Linked DNA regions of Arachis hypogaea: regions 1 and 2 are each linked to region 3. Evidence: chromatin contacts called from public Hi-C data. All regions are on one chromosome and are shown on one strand. Each heading gives the region's core, a stretch centred on a gene start, on an enhancer-like site or on the middle of the called end of the contact. The rest is flanking DNA. Distances are from core to core; before and after follow the strand shown.

Region 1 (4,288 bases), core at 1,096-3,595, 79 kb after region 3:
GAAAGCTACCATGTATAAGGATGGCATTTCACTTGTATCTTTACTAATTTCTCATTTTAGCAAATTTTCTTATTTCCATTTTTCTCTTAGGTATTTATTTCTCTATCACGTATGGTTCTCATCACAGTAAAGTTGAAGATTATAGGAAAGATGAAATAGTAATTTTAAAGCTTACGGTGTACAATAACTTTATCAGGAAGTTTCTTCACAAACTGCTCCGCAGCATATCTCCAATCTGTAGACTGAAATACCAAGCGCAATTCAACACTTAAAGCTTGAATAAAGTGTGCAGGACCAATTTAAACTTTAAATTTGCACATAAAGCTTCTAATTTTGTAGTAACTAGCTAGCTATTAGGGGTGCGGTACAATTTGGTTTGGTTTTTGAGAGAAAAGTCATCCGATCCAATCGTTTAATTAAAGTGCGGTTCAGTTTGGTTCGGTTTTTTTCTCGAAGCCATCCGAACCAAACCAAACCAATTAAATTCGGTTTGGTTTGGTTCGGTTTGTTCGGTTTTTTCAATAATTCAAAAAAAATATATTACCATACTATTTCACAAAATCATAACATTGAAATCGACAAACACAAATACACAATAGCTAATAATAATAATAATAATAATAATAATAATAATAATAATAATAATAATAATAATAATAATAATAATATAGCACTAGTAGAAAATCATTCTAATCTAATTATACATTCTAATAGTTATACATTCTAATAATAAAGAGACATTGAGATGAATGGATTAATAGACATTGAATATATACATTCTAATAATAAAGAGACATTCTAATAGTTATACATTCTAATAATAAAGAGACATTGAATATATAGACATTGAGATGAATGGATTAATATGCTGCTGACTTTCCTGCAATTTGTTGAGCTCTCAGAATGTTGTTGCGCCTTCTCCACCAGCAAACTGACCCCCCCCCCCACAAGTGCCACCGCCATGAAACTAACACCTAATCCAATGCCCGCTCTATCACCCCCAGAGAGACCACGTCCACAGCTAGGTAAACTAGGTATACCACACAGTCCTCTGTTATCCGTAAAACTGCGTGCACCCAAAACAATATCAACATTACATTGTGTTATTCTGAACATTAATCATCCATTCATAATAACATAACATACTTGAAGCTAGCTCTGTGCAATAGTCTTCCTCCTAGACTTGCTGGAACACTTCCAGACAGCCTATTCCCATTTAGGTTCCTGCATCCACACAACTTTAGTACTGATTTCTCATTGTCTTATAAGTTTCATTTCTTCAACTTTAGACAATCTTATAGTCTCTGTAATGATGTCAACTCTCCAAGACTTTCTGGGATTGCTCCTTCCAAAAAGTTATAGGATAGATCACTGCATGATTGATTATTATGCCATTTAGAAACTGCATTACTATGATAATCAAACTTCTTTTCAATAACATAGATTATAAATTAACCGTTTATGTTTCTATTAATCCAGCATTCCAGCAATAAACTGAAAAATAAATCTATAACCAGCAATCCAGCAATACCAAATTATCAATAATAAACTGAACAATACACTGATCTCAATACACTGAACAATAATTTAATAACCAGCAAATTAAACAGCAATAAACAGCAATCATATTAACTTGAAATGGTTCAAATTAAACAACAATAAATAGCAACCATAAACAGTAATAAACACTAAACAGCAACCACCAGTAAACAGCAAATGGTTCATATTGACTCGGGCTCCATATTGACAGTAAACATCAATAAACAGCAAATTACCTGAATCGGTGGCTCGGGCTCCATGTTGACTTGGGAGGAAGGCTGACTGGGAGACTCGGAGGTGCTGCTGTGCTGGGAGTGGGTTGAACTGATGATAGTGGCGCTGAGTGGGAGAACCCAGAAACACTGCTGGCGCTGGGTGGTGGCATCTCAACGACGACGGCGTGGTGCTGTGCGTGGGCGACGGCGTTGTGCTGTTGGTGGCGTCTCCGTGAAGAGGAAGGCTTCGGCGTGGTGCTGTGGGTGGCGTCGTGCTTTGGGGATTTGGAGAAGAGAGAGCGAGAGCGATTGAGTAGTAGAGACTAGAGAGTAGAGAGCGCAGCCGCAGGTTACGGATTGGGAGTTTGGGGGGTTAGGGCCAGGGACGGCCGGGGGGGGGGGGCGCTCTCACACTCGCGCAGGCAGCAACTTTGTTCATTTGGGGAGTGGGGGTCTGGGGGGTGGGGTTAGGCATTTTTAGGGTTTTTTCCGAACCGGTTCGGTTCGGTTCGGTTAGGGTTTTCAGAGTCAAAACCGAAAACCAAACCGAACCGCACAAAAAACAGCAAAATTAGTGTTTTTCAGTTTTTTTGGTTTTCGGTTAATTCGGTTCTCGATTTTTCGGTTCGGTCCGTCAGTTTATTTCGGTCCGGATCGGTTTTGAATACCCCTACTAGCTATATATATATATATATATGTGGTTAATATCCTCCCATAACATTATATGATGGAAGTGTCATATGTGATCACATACATGTGAAAGTAACTATAAATATATTTATTCTTGTGCAGCCAAAAATAACCATAAAGATGCAATTGGATTGTGACAGATGCTGAACAATGGAAAACAAAACTCTTTGTTTCATTGTTTCCCTTGAAAATGAAAAAAGAAAAATAAAGGAGATTCATATCATCAGAAAATAAACAAATGCCCACATTATGAGAAATCAACAAAAATCACATTAACCTAAAAATTAGATTTTTGAGTATCAATGAACATGAACATTTAACCATATTAAACATCTGATCAAAAAATAATTGTTACAGCTAATTTTGACCAGTTTTATAGGTGCAAGTCATTAGCAAAGACTGGAGTCAGGCTAATTCTAAACTAATCATTGGCCTTTGAAATAGAAAAATAAAATACAATAAATTAAGAAAACGGCTTAATGCACATCACTAAGTCAGAGGTACAGTTTTTGGGTTATACAAATTCCATTAACTTGTTATCAATTGTTCTAATAATAGAAAAGATGATAAAATCTTTTGTAGTAATATACAAGTCACTTTCACTTGGTCTACCACGAAGACAAGAAAAGCCAAAAATTCACAAAATGCTTTATCATCTCTTCATTTTAAATAAAATACATAAACATCATAATTCTCAAAAAAATCCAAATTATTACATATGATTCTAAAAATCACTAACACAAAACAAAACAGTAAATTGGTACCAAATCAAGAAGAAAATGATTAAAGTGGACCAATTTGAATTACAACCTCACTAATGAGTCAATCACTAAAAATATCACTAATGAGTCAATCACTAAGAACATAACGTCTCATATAACTCCATGCTCATCAAAATAATTAAGACAGGGCATCTTCCTCAGTGTCAATTGAACCTTTTAATGTTATTATTTCAGTCTTAAGTAACGAAATACCATATTCATCCCTACCAAGTTCAATCATCAAGTCATAACCTAACACCTAAAATCAACCATAGAAAGAGTGACATATATAGAGAATAGTTACTTGGGTAAACATTATATTCATAAAAGTTGTAATTAAAGAGCTGCAACTTTCTAGCTTAGTTCAATGAAGCTAAATTTCCAAATGTGTTCATGTCAGTTTATTTATTTATTTTTGAACTGCTGGCTGCATTTTTCAATTAACCATAATATTAGCCAATGGGTAACACACTTGAAAAAATAGAATGCCCCCTCCTTCCTTTTTCTCAAAGAAAAAAAAACCCACATCTTTAGACACATCAACCAGCCAAAATTATCAAATGGAACTGCAAACCATAAGTACAAGATTACAAGAAACAACTACAACCAAACCTTTTTCTCACTAAACCTATGGTTGATATAATATATAACCATAGTTTAATAGTTTAATAATATATTAATGTTAATAGGTTTCTTGTTCCAATAATAGCTTAGCCTTTACTCCATCTGCAATAATGTCTTGTTCCAATCTCACTATGTTGGTGTCCTCAAAACCTTCTCTTTCTGATGCCTCCAACCTCTCCTTCCATTCTGTTATCAACCCTTTTCAGCTCCCTTCACAAAACTCACCCTCATGCAGCCTCTCACGTTCTTCTGTCACCCAAGTACAGTGTGGTCTCAGAGAGCTCAGAAACCGCATAGAATCTGTCAAGAACACATAGAAGATCACAGAAGCAATGAAGCTTGTTGCTGCCACTAAAGTCAGAAGGGCTCAAGAAGCTGTTGTTAATGGAAGACCCTTCTCAGAGACTCTTGTTGAGGTCCTTTACAACATCAACGAGCAGCTCCAAACTGAGGAAATTG
Region 2 (3,813 bases), core at 752-3,251, 100 kb before region 3:
CATCCTTCACGGAAACAATGAAGTATACTCTATGAGAAAACAAGAGACTCGAGTCTCTAATGAAAAATAGAAATATATTGAGGAGTATTGCAATACCTGAACAGCCACCTCTCGCTTCTCATGAAGATCAGCTTTATTACCAACCAATGCCAGAACTATTTCAGGGCTTCCGTGCTTTTGTAGCTCCTACAAAATTAACAATACTTTAGATCCTGAAACAAATTGACAGAAAATGTAGAAACTCAAGCTATTCCAATCTAATCAATGTAACAGACAAAAAGATATTCTTAGAATTGTAAGCCTAACTCAAAGGGCTAGTTCAAAGGGGGAGGACTTCGCAGTGATTCCCACATCCTAATGACTAAACCCAAAAAGAAATCACAATATAGAACCATGTGATAACTACCAAACTACCTTAACCCAGTATTGTGCTTTGCTGAAAGATTCCGGGCTTGTAATATCATAGACAATAACTGCAACCGCTGCACCACGATAATATAGGGGTGCCAATGCAGCATACCTGAAATAGATTTCATTAGCAGTCAAATTTTATTTCCAGATGAGAAACATAACATTAGCTGAGTTCTCCAAATTGTCTGTATAATAATATACTGTGTAATCTGGAAAGAAAAAGGGATTTACCTCTCTTGACCAGCAGTATCCCATATTTCAAACTTAACTGTTGTAGAGTCTTGCAGTGCTATCGTTTGCGACAAAAAAGATGCTCCAACAGTTACCTTATATTACAAAGTCTAAAGGAGATAAGAATCCTATTATCAAGTAATTTTCATAACATATCTATCTGAAAGACAATGTGCATAGCTTAGCTGCATTTAGCATGACCAAACACCATATAAACACGTTTACCTCAGATTTATTAGGAAAATTTATGTAAGTGTTTTGGAGAGAAGTAACGGAAGCAATATTGGTACCTTGGATGTTGGATCGAATTGACCACGGACAAACCGTAGAACAATACAGCTTTTACCGACGCCAGAATCACCTAAGAGAACAAGCTGTGTTCAACAACATTTGAAGGTTAGTTATTGGGCCTTGTAAAATTGAACAACAAAATATCGGAGGTTTAACAATTAACGGCATCATTAAAATTAAGTTTAGCTAAATAATTGATCACAACGTAAACAAAATCCAGGAAATAAATAAGTTCCAAACTTAAACCACCCCCCCCCCCAACAACACACACACACACGAAAAAAAAAAACCGAAACTTCCCTGACTTCCCTTTTCTAATAAAAAACGAATTCAAACGTACAAGATCAAAATTTTTAGAAAAAAATATCATTATCCATAAAATACCTTAACACGAAGGTTCTTGGCGTCCTGCCCTCCACCATTCTCAGAATTGTCTCGACCAAGCGGTCTCGAATCCCTACCTGTATTCAATTTCATCCAGAAACCCTCGTCAAACCTAAAAACAAGAACAAAAAAAAATGTTCCAAATTGCCCCAACCCCGATAAACCAAAACCCCCAAATCAAAATCAAAAGCAAAATTACTCGAAAAATCCAAACTTTTTAAATCCCCTTTTCAGCTCACGAGCTAAATTAACCTAAAAAATTAAGAATTTGGATAAAAATTGAAAAGAATTGTGTGTACCTAGAGTGGAGGAGCCACAGCCCATGGTTCAGAGAGGAGAGAAATGGAAGATGCGGTCACAACTCACAGCACTCGCTATGAAATTTGGATCCTTTTGTGCGTGTGTTTTGTTATGGTTGTTGGAGTCCCAAAAAGAAATTGGGGCCAACAAAGCACACAATCTGGTACAGTTAAGGGTTCGTTAATGGAAGGTTTGATTGTAAAGTTGGAAGTTGAAACTGACTTCAAAGTATGAAAAGTTTTTGAGATGATTTGTTTTGTTTCTGCTCTGTTTCTTTCTGCCGTGTGAAAATCGTTGCCTTCGTGAGGACAAGAATTTCGACGGCGGATAATCTCGTCGCAAAATAATGACTAAATGTGATTAAATTAATAAATTTTGTTAGCTCAGTTATTAATTATATTATGAATATTTTATATATATTGCAAATTAAGAATTTCATTTTTTAATACCATTAATATATTAAAATTTTAATTTTAATATTTATTTTAATAAATATTTTTAGAACACTTATTAATTCATAAAAATTTTTGCTAACTTATCTCTTAACAAATTATAGTTATCTCAATATTCTCAAACTCAAAAGTGATGCTACTAGAATGAAATTGAATGAATTTTCTTATTACTTAACATAACCGATCCGATTTGATTCAATTCATTATTTTGCAATGCATCTTGTTCTAGATGATAATAAGTATCGAGAATTTGACCACACGAAACGGAATCATACATTACCAGCATTACAAAGAATGTGAATAACGTAAGAATTAAAAAATAATATTGAATCGGTAAAATGGCGGGTAAATGAGATAAAATGTATATTCAAGGCAGTAAATACTTAACGAATACTAAGAAAATATATAAAACGTGGGCTCCACAAGCAGGTAACACACATATTCTTTATCTCTACTAAGAACTCTACTGACTTAAGTTTTGGAGTGCATTTACAGGTTGCCCTCTGGACTGGTGCGAAAACAATCCATCTCGGGATCTCGATAACTCATAAATTCGTATCAACCTCTAGGTACGAACATGGGCACCGTCTGTAGGGACCCTAAAATTGTTTCATAACTATGGCCGATCACAAAATTCAATCCACCGTTGATTAGAACACGCTTCACAAGGAAAAGCACCACGAGGATGGTCGTGAAACTGATCCCAATTCCACTGATAAACATCAAATCCCATAGGGTTCGAGCACAATACTAGAGCTCGCTGCATTGTCAGATTAGGACTGGTAGACTATGCCCATGCAATGCAAGAAATGCGTCACAAGATGCAGGAAATGCAGCGTAAGATGCATGAGTTAGAACGTAAGCTTGAAGAACGTTCGCAAACTCAGCGATGCCGATCTCGAAGCCATACAGCTAGATATCGACGAAATAGCCAGGAAAGGATGACCCTGGAAAGATCTCAAGGTTATTGGCATGAGGGTGATCATCGGCGAACTCGGTAAGAGGGAACTAATTCCCAGTCTGCCCAGTCTAAAAGGAAATAGACTCCGAACAGGAGCCCAAGTCCTAGACGATATAGGGATTCTAGGGAACATGTAATCATGGGACAAACCCAGTTTGTCTCACATGTCCTCCAAGTCAGATTGCCTAAGCATTTCGACAAACCAACAGATCTCAAATATGAAGGAAAGTATGATCCCCAGGAGCACATAAATTTGGAAGGGGTAGGAGACTACAATAAGACATCAAGTATCTTATGATGAGAGTAGCTCATGAAAAGAGCAACCCGCATAAGAAAAGCTTGTAACATCACAACCTTACAATATATGCATTATTCAAAATATGTGCACTATATGATTTCTAACTTAGTTCCTCTTGCGACCCATGTTAATTTAGGCATCGGAGTCCTTGCAGGAACACCTTTGGGAATGATGAACTTGGGACATTAGAAACTCAGAATAGGATGATGGCGGCAATATCGTGTCTCCAACCTACTCTCTATAATTTTGTTTAAATAAGTCCTAAACTCAGAAGAGCAAAAACACTTTTAAACAACGGTGCCATCTGTGGGGATGCAATAAGATGCAAAGCATTTCTAGTCACGCTATTAGAACCGACAATGGCATGGTTTAACACCTTGCCTTCTGGTTCCATTTCTTCATTTAACGATATCAAGATCAAGTTTCTTTCTCACTTCACAATGAGGCAAACCCAAGCTAATCCGATTTCCCTACTTGGTATAGAG
Region 3 (3,843 bases), core at 1,079-3,578:
ATACAATGACATCTTATATTTAGAAGTTATTATTATGGCTTCTACCCTACCTAGATGTAAGTATTATAAGTTAATAATTAAATAATGTTAATATTTTAGTATTAATAAATAAAATTAATTTTTAGTATATATTTTATATTTTTTATTTATTATATATGTTTAATAATATTTTATTATTCTGATTAATAAAAATATTATAAAATATTGACTTTTGAAAAAAACTAAAAATATTTGAAGGGACTATTTTAAAATGAAAAAATAACCATTTGTATTCATGGACTTTACGATCACCAATAAAAGTACTCATCAAAGAAGGAAACTAATGTTGTACCCATCAAAGATGGGTTTCGTACGGCAAAAGTACCCAAACCATAAATTTTTATTGACTTTCTAATAAAATTCTCAAATTACCCTTAATCTTTATCTTTAATTTCAACTTCATCATCACTTCTTCTTCCCCAAATGCCAAACTTTCACAACAATTGCCACCCAAACATCCCTACCACCTCTGAAACTCTACCCTCTTCTGTATCTGACACACCTAATACTCCGTTGTCCGCCACTTTTGCTTCCAATCCTCAACTGTTACCCTTCGAAACGTCTCCCTGTTGCTACACGAACCTCCCGAAGATGACATCATCGTCAAATCGAACGTCATCATCGAAGGCCCCGCCTCACCGGCAGCCGTTGTATCGCACGACTCCACCACCGTGAGTTGTTCTCTCGGCGCGATCCCCTTCTTCAATTTTGACGACGGTCTCGGTGCGACCGCTACCTCTTCTCTCGCATGATTGCGCTTGACTTGGTGAAACATGTGAAGTTTGGAGTATTCGTGGCTACTGTCGGCTACCTATCCAGCCTCCTCAGCGGCGGAATCAGGCTTCTGTTTGTGTTCGTAAAGGCGTGGTGGAAGAACGATGAGTTTGGGTTGATGATGGACAGAATAAACAATATGTATTCGATGATGGACATTCATGTGACGAGTATAATAAGTTACAAGCCGCCGGAAGGAGAGGGATCGGTGGCGGGTGTAGGGATGACAAAGAAAGGGATTCGAACATAGGAGGGTTACGGGGAAGGGAAGGGGAATGAGGACTTTGTAATGGTGAAAAATGAAAGTGGGGTGTTTGGGCTGCAAGATTTGTTGAAAGTGTTGGCGGAGGTGCTTCGAAACAAGGGATTTGGGAAAGAAGAGGGAATAGAAATGAAGTTGAAGATAAAGAGTGTGGGTAATTTGAAAATTTTATTAAAAAGTCAACAAAAAAAATTAGAATTTGGGTATTTTTGTCATACGAAACCAACCTTTGATAGGTATAACATTAGTTTCCTTCTTTAGTGGGTAATTTTGTCCGTGTTCGTAAAGTTCATCAGTATAAATGATTGTTTTTCCTTTTAAATTTTTTCAAGAACTGTTTTAAAACTTTTTAAATTTTTCGGAAACTGTTTTATCTTTCACCGTGAGGACTGATTTATCTAGCTAGTTCGTGCATGTGGACACTTAACAGCTATCTGTATTAGTTAATGTTTCACATTAGCAATCATCATTAATGATTAACAGAGGATAACTGCTATTGGAGATAAACATTAGAAACTATTCTATATATTTTAAAATCTGACGGACTAAAATCTCTAATTTTAAAATTCTCATGAACTAATTTTGGTAATTATTTAAAAAAATGTTTTTCTAATAAAATTAACATGCAAGATTCATAAATTACACTATAAACTTTATTTTGAAAAAGTTAGCTACAAAGTTTCAACTAATTTGATTAATGCATAACATAGTAAAATTATATTCCCTCCAGCTGCAGTCTCCCTCTCACTCTCAGCGACATTGCTGAACGCTTTCTCCTCCATCTCCTCCCCTGTCAAGTGAAGATTGTTTGCGATGTAACCAGGAGAGGAATTAGGGACTACCTTCCTTCAATTGGTGTGGTATCTAAGATACCTATCCTCTTCACTCTCTCATGATATTGACTGGGTCCCGCTGTGCAAGCTTTCGTTGTTCTGCTGCTGCCAATTTTCGGGGTGCTTCACTCTTTAGGATCGTCATCAGCTCGGCCTGAGAGGGCTGCTTCTAAGCTTCTTTGCTTTGAGGTTGGCGATTCGGTATTCCCTCTTGAAGGTGTATTGTTTGTTTTTTGTTTTGGTCATTGTTATGGGCCACAATAAAGGATTACAATTTAAATAGGAAGGTTTATCGTGAACTATGTGTTTTTAACTTTTTATGCGTCATCTTTTTTGTTTTCATGAAGTTGCCATCCATGAGATTTTTATACGGCCCAGAATATGATTTAAGAAGAACATATAATCAGCTTTCCAAAAAAAGAGAACCATATAATTTAAACTGGGCTCAAGGCCTCACCACGGACGATCCATCTTTCAAACATCACAAAGTAAGTAGTCCAACTCCAAATTAAGGTTTTTCTCATCATAAAAAAAACATGTTTTTCAGTTTTTTACTTTCAGTATTGAACAAAAAGGCAGTGGTAAACAGCACTAATCCTTATAGGCATTCATCTCGACATCCAAAACAAAAATAGTGTATCCATGTAGGAATACATTACCAGTTCAAGTATACCAGCCTGACAAAAAAAAAAAAAAAACCAAAAAAAATACCAATTCAAAGAATTAATTTGGATTGGTCGAGTCAGCTCACTTATTCGCTTAAATAAATGAGTGAGTTAAAAGAGTTCGAATTCTGCTGTGTATATGTAGTAACGGATTAGTCGTTAACCTGTCATAGACAATAAAAAAAACTTATCTGTCCAAAGAAAAAACGATGTGCATAAAATTTGGTGGCAATTCCCATCTAACTAGACACCCAAAAAATTCTCATCTAACAGTTAAAATAAAGGCTAAAGTATCAAAATAAACCAGTAAATATTTTTAAAAATATTGATAAAAATAATTATATAAAATAAAACTCACTTCATAATAATCATCTAATATTATTTCGATTCAATACCAAAAGTTATTAGCTGCTTTATGTGCCATCTTATCTTTTACTCTAGCATTAGGACAAAACTTTAACATTTGTTTTTAGCTAATAGAGATCATCTTATGTGATTGTTAAGGTTTTATCTTTTATAAATTTTTTTTTGCAACTTTTTTTTTTAAATTTTTATATATAATACTTTTGGAGGTTTATTCTAAAATAAAATTTAAAGTAAAAATGTTGAAATGGAGTATAAAGAGTATGTACTCTTTTTGCTGTCGTTTTACGAATTTTTCTTTTTCTTTCTTTCTTTTCAACCTTAATTTTTTTAATTTTTTTTTATTCTTTCAAATCTTTTATTTATCTGAATCCATTTTTATCACTTTCTCTCCTTTTTTCACTCATTTTATTCTTTTTATCTTTCTATCTTTCTATCATCACATCCTTATTTGTATCATAAATTCAAAAGAGAAGTAAATCCACATCCAAATTCAAGGAGCATGGAAAAAGAGGAGAAATTGGTGTTTGTGGCAGAAAAAGACTTCTTAAGAGACTGGAAGCATGTATAGAGCTTGTGACCAAGAAGATGTGTGTTCAACAAGAACATATGGTTGATCAGAAGGTAGAGAGTGCTAGCCGGTCAATGACACCCCAAGACCCATGAGAATGTTATCATAGAGTTGTCGGAATTCGGGGAGATCCCTAACAGTTCACAACCTTAAAGGGATAGTTCAATCCCACTTCTCTGAGTTGGTTTTTCTTTATCATTCAGGGCTTGTAACTACTCTAATTGGCAAATTGTTGATCCTTTTGGTAGTGCGGGTGGACTTGCATTGGTATGGAATGATGATTTTGTTGTTCAAATTTTCAGTTGTTCTGAGTGATATGACTAAGATAAGGCCCAT

What was found. Hi-C and Micro-C count contacts between places; a contact is called where the count stands out from the background.
Region 1: a contact with region 3 is called in a Hi-C map of an unstated tissue, with 3 times the contacts expected there. The contact joins the promoter of LOC112776091 here to the enhancer-like site in region 3. A contact is called at or near these places in 3 of 8 Hi-C or Micro-C datasets (leaf and an unstated tissue).
Region 2: a contact with region 3 is called in a Hi-C map of leaf, with 2.1 times the contacts expected there. The contact joins the promoter of LOC112776280 here to the enhancer-like site in region 3. A contact is called at or near these places in 3 of 8 Hi-C or Micro-C datasets (all in leaf).

What each region holds. Positions count from the first base shown.
Region 1 is chr19:144,628,803-144,633,090 of arahy.Tifrunner.gnm2.J5K5, forward strand. It overlaps LOC112776091 (ATP synthase gamma chain 1, chloroplastic-like), which reads left to right and starts at 2,346. Exons shown (of 1, transcript XM_025820075.3): 1 at 2,346-4,288. The coding sequence starts at 4,162. It overlaps LOC112776092 (a long non-coding RNA gene), which reads right to left. Exons shown (of 3, transcript XR_003189789.3): 2 at 1,147-1,371; 3 at 646-1,066. It overlaps LOC112780095, which reads right to left and starts at 588. Exons shown (of 6, transcript XM_025824434.2): 1 at 176-588.
Region 2 is chr19:144,450,713-144,454,525 of arahy.Tifrunner.gnm2.J5K5, forward strand. It overlaps LOC112776280 (ras-related protein RABF1), which reads right to left and starts at 2,002. Exons shown (of 8, transcript XM_025820376.3): 1 at 1,617-2,002; 2 at 1,318-1,394; 3 at 933-1,016; 4 at 643-737; 5 at 415-520; 6 at 97-186; 7 at 1-4. The coding sequence starts at 1,641.
Region 3 is chr19:144,550,098-144,553,940 of arahy.Tifrunner.gnm2.J5K5, forward strand. No RefSeq gene overlaps it. Among protein-coding and RNA genes, the nearest start is that of LOC112776575, 44 kb to the right of the region's middle. Within about 2 kb of position 2,329, at least 3 of the 3 cell types and tissues checked have open chromatin away from gene starts, as enhancers often do.